Regions from separate parts of the Gossypium hirsutum genome. Here regions 1 and 3 are each linked to region 2. A link is a contact called in public Hi-C data. All regions are on one chromosome and are shown on one strand. The core of a region is the stretch at or near the end of the contact, and the rest is flanking DNA. Distances in the headings are between cores, read along the strand shown.

What was found. A called contact is a pair of places that touch in the nucleus more often than the background predicts.
Region 1: a contact with region 2 is called in a Hi-C map of seedling, with 4 times the contacts expected there. The contact joins the promoter of LOC107899525 here to the promoter of LOC107899535 in region 2. A contact is called at or near these places in 2 of 34 Hi-C or Micro-C datasets (leaf and seedling).
Region 3: a Hi-C map of leaf shows a contact between it and region 2, with 2.0 times the contacts expected there. The contact joins the promoter of LOC107899527 here to the promoter of LOC107899535 in region 2. A contact is called at or near these places in 5 of 34 Hi-C or Micro-C datasets (callus, hypocotyl and leaf).

Annotation. Positions count from the first base shown.
Region 1 is chrD04:47,883,207-47,886,281 of Gossypium_hirsutum_v2.1, forward strand. LOC107899525 (lactosylceramide 4-alpha-galactosyltransferase) reads right to left here and starts at 1,568. Exons shown (of 1, transcript XM_016825266.2): 1 at 1-1,568. The coding sequence starts at 1,312. The coding sequence ends at 38.
Region 2 is chrD04:48,256,597-48,259,888 of Gossypium_hirsutum_v2.1, forward strand. LOC107899535 (dnaJ homolog subfamily B member 13) reads left to right here and starts at 1,337. Exons shown (of 3, transcript XM_041090743.1): 1 at 1,337-1,618; 2 at 1,690-2,114. The coding sequence starts at 1,454.
Region 3 is chrD04:47,938,230-47,941,652 of Gossypium_hirsutum_v2.1, forward strand. It overlaps LOC107899527 (putative GPI-anchored protein pfl2), which reads right to left and starts at 1,638. Exons shown (of 5, transcript XM_016825268.2): 1 at 1,224-1,638; 2 at 960-1,101; 3 at 62-176. The coding sequence starts at 1,353.

The sequences.
Region 1 (3,075 bases), core at 318-2,817, 370 kb before region 2:
ACAACATTTTGACACTAACAAGCCTTCACCATCTCTTCTAAGAGCTATATATACGTGTACACAAAACACAGTTCTGTGCCATTAATCTTTCCATTACACTTCCCTCTTCAACCACTAATTTGCTACTTTGCTTATTCCAGAGATGTACTCCATATGTTTGCCTCTTTAGCTGCTGCACCTTAGACTCTATCCATCTCGAGCCTGCCCTGTCTTTAGGCATCTTAAACAGACCTCCTATTTTAATCCAATCAACAGGATAAAAAGCCATAGGTGGTAAGATTGTAAAATTATAACCAGGTCTGCCTTCTACTCTGCGAACTACCCTTGAAACCATATAGGGCCCATTATGTCCCCATTTGTTCCCATCAAAAGTCAAAGCAAATTCCTCAATGAACTTGAGTACAAGTGGATGTTTCATATCAAAGACCAGTACTGCATTGTTCAATCTTGTCCAGTTCTTAGACACCACATCAATGCTTTGTGCTCCAATTGTGCTCTTCAACCCTTTAAAACTCCTCATCACTATGAAATCCGTATCCAAGTAAACACCTCCGTACTTGTATAACACTACAAGCCTCATCAAATTAGATAGATTCTGAGCCAACGGAATCACACCAGGGTCCTTTTTCCCACTCTTCATATCATCAAGCCAAGCTTCAGCAGGTGTATTCTTGACCAGAAATGGAAAGTCCGGTGCCACTGCTATAACTTTGAACCCACGATCAAGCAACGGTTTAAGGATCCTGTAACCTTGTACTGAGTCCATGGTTCTCGATAGAATCATCAAGCAACCATTAGGGTGGGCTTTGAAAACGCTTTCAGCAGCCATGATTTCCCTTCTCCCAAAGGACCCTACCTTTGAAATCCATGTCATGAAGAAGTGAAGCTCGCACCCACGATTGAAGAATTCAAGAACTCGGCCATGGAACTTCTTTGTCAACTCGTCTGACTTCAAAATCTCATGTTCTGGCAGTTTTCTCCTGAATTTCCCAATTCCACGTTTTTCTCTAGCACCCAAGGAAGAAGCTAGAGAATTCTGATGTTCACTATCACCATCAACGATGTTGTTTTTCGTGGAAACAGTCAGTGACAGAGGAAGAACAACATCGGACTTGATATTTCTTGTAACTGTTAGAGTCTGCAACGATTGGGAATCTTGTTTTTGAGTGAAGGCAGCCGATTCCAGCGAAATATTAGAAACGATACTATCTGTTAACATAAGAAACATCAGAAGAGCAAATAAGAACATAAAAGCAACAGGGGATTTAGCTGGAATAACAACCGGGCAGACGAAAATTTTGGTTGTCGTCATTCTGAAATATGGGGTGTTGAAGAGCTTAAAGGTATCTAGATATTAAGAATTGCACAAGTGTGCTAGAACTCCCAAGATAAAACTTTCATGGCGGTCAACGGGAAGACATTGTTTACAAGTTTAAAAAGAGGCACGTTACAATAATATAATTCATTGGTATTCACCTTTTAATCATTTTTGGGTCTAAAACTTATTAAACAAACCACTCTAAGAAAGCATTTTATTTGTTTAATATATTCGTATCTGGTAAGCTTGAAAAATGCCATAAACCAGTTGAAAACGAGTGATATGGTTAACAATTTCTACGCTCCTTTCTTCTCTTATATGAAGCCATCATTTTACGGAGAAGGGCGAGTGGTATAATGTAGACACGTCGCTATTTATTTTATTTTCTATTCAATAATTAAAATTCAACCCATATCTCCTGTAACAAAATAAGCAAATAAAAATATTGCATATGAATTTATAAGGTTGTTTAGAGAACGTAAAGTAAAAATCAATCTTTTTTTTCTCACATGGCTTCCACTAGTTTTGAGTAAAATTTGTAATTTTAAAAAATTGACACTCTTTAAATCAAAAAAAAAAAATAAACTCAAAAGTGGAAAGAGCAAAAGCAGAATTAAACCAATGTCTGCTTACGAATTTTGGATGAAAAAGTCTAAATTGTTAGCGACGTGGGGATGTGGGTAGGGATTGTCGACGTAAGACAGAGGCAAGTTGCCCCATGTTCATTTTAAAGCAAAAATTGAAATTAAGAAGCCCCTGATTGAAACCTTAATTATCAAAACTTGCTTTCGTGTGCCTAAAACCATCCAGGGGATTTAGAAGATTACTCATATATGTTTATAATTGAAATAGATTTGTACGTACACATCTATATCTGATTTATAGAGGGTACAACTTCTCATATCTCAAACTCCCAAGGTGTTACTATTGTCATCAACCCAAACACTCCATCCAAATATTTTCAAAAGTTGTATATTATTGCAAATGTTGATACTTTATTTCAACTATGTGTGGATTATTTCTAAATTTATTTTCTCTTAAATTTTATCGCCTATGAGCTCTCTCTAAAACAATTTCGCATATTAATTTAATTATCCCATCTATAATATTTAATCTTAATTATAATTGATTCACATATGTTTAGCATGTATAATTTTACTTGTAAATTAATAAAAGGAAAAACTTTTTTGATACCACAGCTCCCTTATATATCACAATAACTACGTAGTCATTTAACTTAATAAATAAATAAATAACATTGGTTTTGGTTCAATTCTACTAATTAGTTTAATATTTATAATGGTTGAATTTGATAGTATCAATTAATATAGTTGTAAATTAGGTTTTTTTTTTTAAAAAAACATATTCAATTATCTTGGATTGAATTTTAAATTTTTAATTCTAATCCAAAGACTAGCAATTAAATTCATTAGTTCAAATTTTGGTTAAAATAGTAGATTTGGTTCATGTTCTTCAATTTGATTAATTTTAATTCCCATACTTTTTTAAATTTTGAGTTTAGACTCAAACAATAGGATTAAATTCATTAATTAAAATAGTGTGTTTTTTGTTTGTGAGTATAATGTGAAAATAGTAAATTGTCATAACATTACACATGCGATAATATAATTGCCGCATAAGGGTTTGAAAATAACCAAATTTAACTTAAAAGAACTTAGAGCTTACTGTTTTGACGAGGATTAAGATTTAAAAATTTTAAAAATACATTGAATAAAAAAATCAAATTTGAGCATAAG
Region 2 (3,292 bases), core at 87-2,586:
CCATTTCTCATCCTCCTTTGCTACAATACCTAGTCCAATTTCGACTTTGGGATCTTGCTAATCACTGACCTACTCTAGAATCCCTTGTCAACATTTGGCTGTCCTTTTGGAGGAACTGCTTCCTTTGTTCCCCAAAATCATGGGTTCAATCGATTGTTTAGTTTGTCTGGATGTTCCCTTGTTTTGCTTTTGATTTTGTTTTATGCAACTTTATAATGTTGGCAATGGAGTTTCTCCTATTTTGTTTTTCTCTTTTTGATTTTGTTTTGATTATGATTTTGCCTGGATGTTCCCTTTTTGTATATATCATATCATATCCCAGACTTGATAATGTTTCTTTAGAGGACTTTCCCCTTACTAGTTTGGTTGTGGGTACTAATAGTTTGACTCCAAATTGTCTTCAATCCTATTTTGATATGATTTTTTTCAGAGTTAATGACTTTGGGCAGTAGAAAAAGGTAGTTGGATCCCAACCGTGGTGGCTCCTTTATTGGGGGGTTGAAAAAGAAAAAAAAGGATAGGGTGGCGGTGGTTTGGAGGTCAACGATGGTGATGCCAAAGATGGTTGTGGCGGAGGCGTCGACCGCAAGATTCTTGGGATGGAAAAGAAGAAGTATAAATATATTGAGCCATTTACGCAAAAAAATAAAAAAATATTAGGTCATTCATTAAAAAAAGGGAAAAGGAAGGACAAAAAAAAAAGTCACTCAACTTTGCCTTGTCCAACGTGGCAAGTTAACTGGCCACGTCACCTGTCCCGTTAGGTCTGTAATGGAAAATGTTAATGGGTGACTGATTTGTCACTTTTCGATAACGTTAGTGACTGTTTTGTAATTTTTCGAAAGTTGAGTGACTGTTTTGCCAACTGCATCAAAGTTGAGTGACTATTGGTGTAATTTACCCTTTAGTCTTTCAATAAAAAATTGTCATTTTTCACTCATTCGTAATTTAAAAAAAATTCAAATTAATCTTATGATTTTAACTTCTTTATTTAAAAAAAACACACACATTAGTCAATTTATATAGCTCTGAAACCATATTAGTAATTTAAGTCAGAACATAATATTAAAATTAATAGAAAATAAAATTAAAGTATAAAAATTCAGTCTTCAAATTAAAAACCCAAAACTCATAATTTGATGATTTTATTTTAATATCAATTTGATGAAAATCTTACTATTATATATAAATATAATATGCTGACAAATACATGTTTAATAACCAACAGAAGGCCTCGTTGGATATTTATGTGATGAATTGCAAATGCGGGGGGCATTTTTGGCTATTAAGGAGAAAATTGATTATTAGGCCAGAAAAGATGGTAAGCCTGCGAGGATTTAGATGATGGGCCGTTGCCTATTAAAATTAGTCTCATATAATTCGTATGCAAACAACTCAAGTTGAAGCTCAAAGAGTACAGAGGAAAATTAGCCAACGGCAGCAGTAGTGAAGAATGGGTGTTGATTATTACAGGATTCTTCAGGTCGACCGGAATGCTAATGATGAAGATTTGAAGAAAGCGTATCGTAAGCTGGCCATGAAGTGGCATCCCGACAAGAATCCTAAATCCAAGAAAGAAGCCGAAGCCAAATTTAAGCAAATCTCCGAAGCTTACGATGTAATTAAATTTTTTTGCTTCCTTTTTCTGATCATCATTTTTAGTAATGGAAAGTTTTCAATCAATTATAGGTTTTGAGCGATCCCCAAAAGCGTGCGGTTTACGATCAGTACGGCGAAGAAGGGTTAAAAGGCCAGATGCCGCCTCCGGGTGCGGGAGGGTTTCCGGGAGGGGCGGACGGGGGTTCTGGCCCGACGATGTTCCGGTTCAATCCTCGGAGCCCCGAAGATATTTTCTCGGAGTTTTTTGGGTGTTCGAGTCCATTTGGAGGGATGGGTGATATGGGCGGGTCACGTGCTGGGATGTCGGGGTTCCCCAGGGGCATGTTTAGGGAAGACATATTCGGGTCGTTTAGGGGTGGAGCTGGGGAGGGTTCTACAACTATGCTCCGTAAAGGACCCGCTATTGAACAACCATTACCCTGCAGCTTGGAGGATCTATATAAAGGGACTACCAAGAAAATGAAGATTTCTAGGGATGTTATTGATGCTAGCGGGTAATCTTTTATTTTTAGTTAATATACTTAATTTTTTTTGGGGGGGGGGGTGGTGGTGGTATATTTAATTGGTAATGCTTAGTTATTCACTTTTTCATACTTTGATTTCTCTTTTTGAATAGGGAGCTTTCGCCTTTCAGCTTGACTCATATGTGGATCTAAATTCAATTCTTATTAGGTTTTGAGCATGACTTGTAAGTAATGTAGAACATCAATAATTGTATCTTGTGAAAGGTTTGTAGGCATTAGAGAATGAATAATTAACGTTGGTCACATGAGCTTAATTAGCAAGGGATGTTATTGTTTAAAGATGTTGCCAAGTTTGACTTTTTGCTTAAAATAGTGTTGCTTCTTATTAGGATGATAGGAATCTTATCATTTAAAATGATTGATTGTTTTCTGTGTAATGACAAAGCTGCATGACGATGATGCTTAGTGCTGGCTTGTTATGGTTTTGATTATTTGAGATCTGATGATGATCATCATAACTTCTCATAGCTATTGGATTGCGCCCTTTCTCGTTTAAGATCTTAATGCTCGGTACAAGTTTAAGTTAGTCAGCATTTGACACAAGAAAGCTTTATTAAGAATGTTTTCTATGGGGAAATGGGGATAACAATGCACCAACTTTAGCAAAATGATTTTGTTTTTCATTCCTTTTCCTCTTTTTGTTTTCTGTTTCAATCTTCTAAGCTACTTGAAACTTAAGTGCTCCTGGTCAGTTATTCAATTTAAATGTGAATTCAATGGTATTATATTATGATTATTTCATGCTATTTTACTGTTCCCTTCTCAACAAGCTTCGTTTTTACACTTCCTTTAATGTTGATGAAGATTAGATTGATTATGAAACTTCTTTGTTTATCTATGTGTTTATGATGAACTTTGCAGATTTCTTGATGGTCACTTTAGATTCCATTTTATGTTCTCTTGTTTATGTTTATATTTTGGCTTTATGCTAATACTTTAAACTTGGCTTGAGCCAATGATGACTTATGCATTATAAACATGATGGTGGATTTGTGGTGGTATGTCCCTGGTCCTCGATTAACTTTGCTCTTATGTTTCAATGCAACCAGATCATCCACAGTCCGATAGTCTTTTAGGTACACTACTTTGAATTTACTGACCACAACTTTATACTTAACTTAGGGTGTGTTTACCATTGCTTTTGGCTG
Region 3 (3,423 bases), core at 388-2,887, 320 kb before region 2:
ATCACAGCAGAAGGAAAAGGGTTGAAAGCATTAAGAACTCAAATCACATAAGAGTTCTTACCCTTGTTTTCAGTGAAACTGGACGAGCATTAGACATCCCAATCTGGCTCATTAGAGTCTTCTGTGATTCCATTTCCAAAGAGGGAAATAGTGGTGTACCAGGTGGAGTAAGAAGCCTGAAGACAGAAGATATCTCCCATTAGTACTGACTACAGAGCAAAAGAAACAAATCAACATTGAACCACAGAATTCATACGGTAACCATAAGGAAATGTAAACTGTCAAAGCATTAAAATATAATTATCAAGTTTTGAAATGTCTGTTTCTTTTTCTGGGAAGAATATCTTAAACAAATTCTGTTGCCAAAAGGTAAAAGCAAATTTGAAAGAGGGAATAGATCATATGGATGCCAATAAAGTTATTAGCATTGCGGAAACAACAAATTTAACATTAGGCCACATCCTTCACCTAAAAACTTCAGCCACTGGATTTTGGGATAATTACCATATCTAATCTTTGCACTCTCACAACTTACTACCTGATGTATGATTGATATGGAGACTATAAAATAAAATCAAATAATAAATTTTAATTCTCCATTTAAAAAACCTTTTTCATGTCAAAATCCAAATTTTACAAAAAGCAAATGAATGCTTTCTTTTAAAGATTTAGAATGATGTCAAGTACTTCTCTTTATGGCTTAATTGGTACCCATACCTTTCCCCCTTAAAAGGAAGCTTTAAGATAAAATTCAAATTATTGCTTAATACAAACTTCATATTCTTTCTTTTGGTTAAAAAAAGCAAGAAAGGATATTTGATAAGCACGTAGATTCAATTACCCAAAACCTAGAGCTCCATAATAAACATCTTACTGCTCTAAGCAGAGATCGATCGTAAATTTTAAGGTTAAAATCAACCAAAGCAGCTAGAGAGATATAAGATATCTTTAGCATTTACCAATCATAATCAGACTTTTCGTTCTCCGAATTCAAAAAATTATCTGCTGCAGTCTTTCGTACAGGCAAGGCCGAGAAGATCTTCGATACCGGAGAACCTCCGCCACCGACGTTTCCGTTTCCGTTTACGGTTACGTTAGATCCTATTTCAAATCCAAGAACATCACTTTAGTCAACAGTCAACAAACATACAACCACTTCAAAAAAATAAAGTAGTGTTCCACAAGGAAGAACCTCAAAATGAAGTTAAAATCATTTAGTTTACCAAAAGGAACATTGAGTTGTTGTTCAGATTTGTGAACGGAGAGAAGATTGTTGCTTTTCTCTTTCTCCTTCTCTCGTCTCCGCATTTCCAGGAACAAAGCTAGTTCTTCGTCTCTCTCCTTCATCACCATTATCGGTCTCTAAAAACTGATCAAAGACACCATAAAAATCACCACCAAATCCTTTCTTCTTAGATCCAAACCTGAACTCCAAATTCCAAAAAAAAAAAAAGAAAGTTGGTTCAACGAAGGAGGAACTTAGTAGTATTACAACGTCATTTCCGTGTGAAAGAGGGAAATGTTTAATTTTTAAAGAAAAAAATATTATTTCTTTTGTTATTTTTTTAAATTTTATTTTAGTGAATGATCTGACAACCAACAGGTGCTTGTCTGGGTTTTAGCTCAGAAGAAATTTGAAAATTTGAAGGAGGGTGTTTAGCCATTGTTAGATGTTTATATAAATTACCCTTAATTATAGAGATAATCACTATAATGCCATTTTTCTTGTACTAAAAATCTAAAATTTCTTTCTATTTAAGACAAAATAAATTCTTTCTACTTTGTTCCAGATTTTCGGGGTAAAAGATAAAAGGTGTTTTTTTTAGATTTAAGGTGGGTTTGGATGGTAGTGAAGTGTGTCTAAACTTATTTTTTATTTTATCTTCGTATCTAATTTTATTACTATCGTTGCTTTTACATTAATTGTAACTAAACGCACCATTCATCTAAACTCACTCTTGGAGTAAATTTTTAGTGAATAATAATATATATAAAAACTGGTTGAATTAGAAAAAGGGTTTTTGTTACCTTCATTTTAATTGTAGTTAGGATAAACTTTTTTTCTATTTTAAGATTAAGTAGGATTAGTGATAATGAATGTAGACTTTATATCATATTACTTCACCTAATGAGTTGCATTTTTATTAAAAAGCTATGATTGCCCATTTTTGTTAATACGATTTAGAATTTATTATTAGGTTGTTTTTGTAATTTGTCATAAGATAAATAAAAATATATTTAAAATTTTATTTGTGTATTTTAGATATGTTCGAACTAATATATAATTTAAAGATGGCGGAGTGGCAATTTAAGTAATTATGTGATAGAAAGAAGTCGAATTACGAATCATTTGAATAGAACATTCTTGAGGCAGCAGCATGGCACATGGTGGAGGATTGACTAAAACCAACACTAAATAAATAAATAAAAAGAGGTAAAAACCTCCGCAAGGTAGCGGATACTTTCCTCTCAACTTAAAATTCAAAAAATGCTGAGTTATTAAACTCGGGCAATCTCGAGATGAACAAACGATTGGCAATCCAACGGCCATGATTTAAATTAGGGAGACGCAGGACAGCGAGCCTCGTGAATCGAGAGGCGCCGGTGGCTGCCATGCATTTTGGTTTTGTTGTTGAGCGGGCCCAACTAACCACTCAAACTGCATTTGATGCCCATTCTTTGGAAATTAGGACCATTTCCAAATGTTTCTTTTATATTTTTCTTTGATGAGCAATGCATTTAATCATGGGTAAACTACACCCATGGTCACTTTTATTTACCTTAGGTTACATTTCAGTCACTTATATTTGAAATGTTACGTTTTAGTCACTTACGTTATTGTGTTGTAACATTTTAGTCACTGAGCCGTTAATTGTCGTTAATGGTGTAATAGTAAGCTGACGTGGCACGTTAAATTATCATTTCAAACAAAAACTTTAGGTTAAATTATACAATTGGTCCCCATAATTTTTCATTTTGAGCAATTTAATTCTTTTATGTTCTTTTAACTTTCATTCTTTATTTTCTTTATTTTTCATTCTCTTCTGCTTCTCCCTCTGTTTTCCTACATTCTTTATTTCTTTTAACATACCTGGAAGTCGAATTGGTAGTGAAGAAAGAAGCATGGTATGAGTTTATGGGTTTTGGTTATAGGGTTTTGGTTATAGGCAAATGATGATAGTTGATTTCCTACTTCTTTTTTCACTGCCAATTCGACTTCCTAATATGTTAAAAGAAATGGGAAAGATATGAAAACAGAGGGAGAAACAAAAGAGAATGGAAAAAAGAGGAAAGTTAAAGAACATAAAATAAAAAAAATTAAATTACTTAAAACGAAAAAAATATGGAGATCAATTGTATAATTTAACCTAAAATTTTGTTTGAAATGATGATTTAACTTGCCACGTCAGCTTACCGTTACAC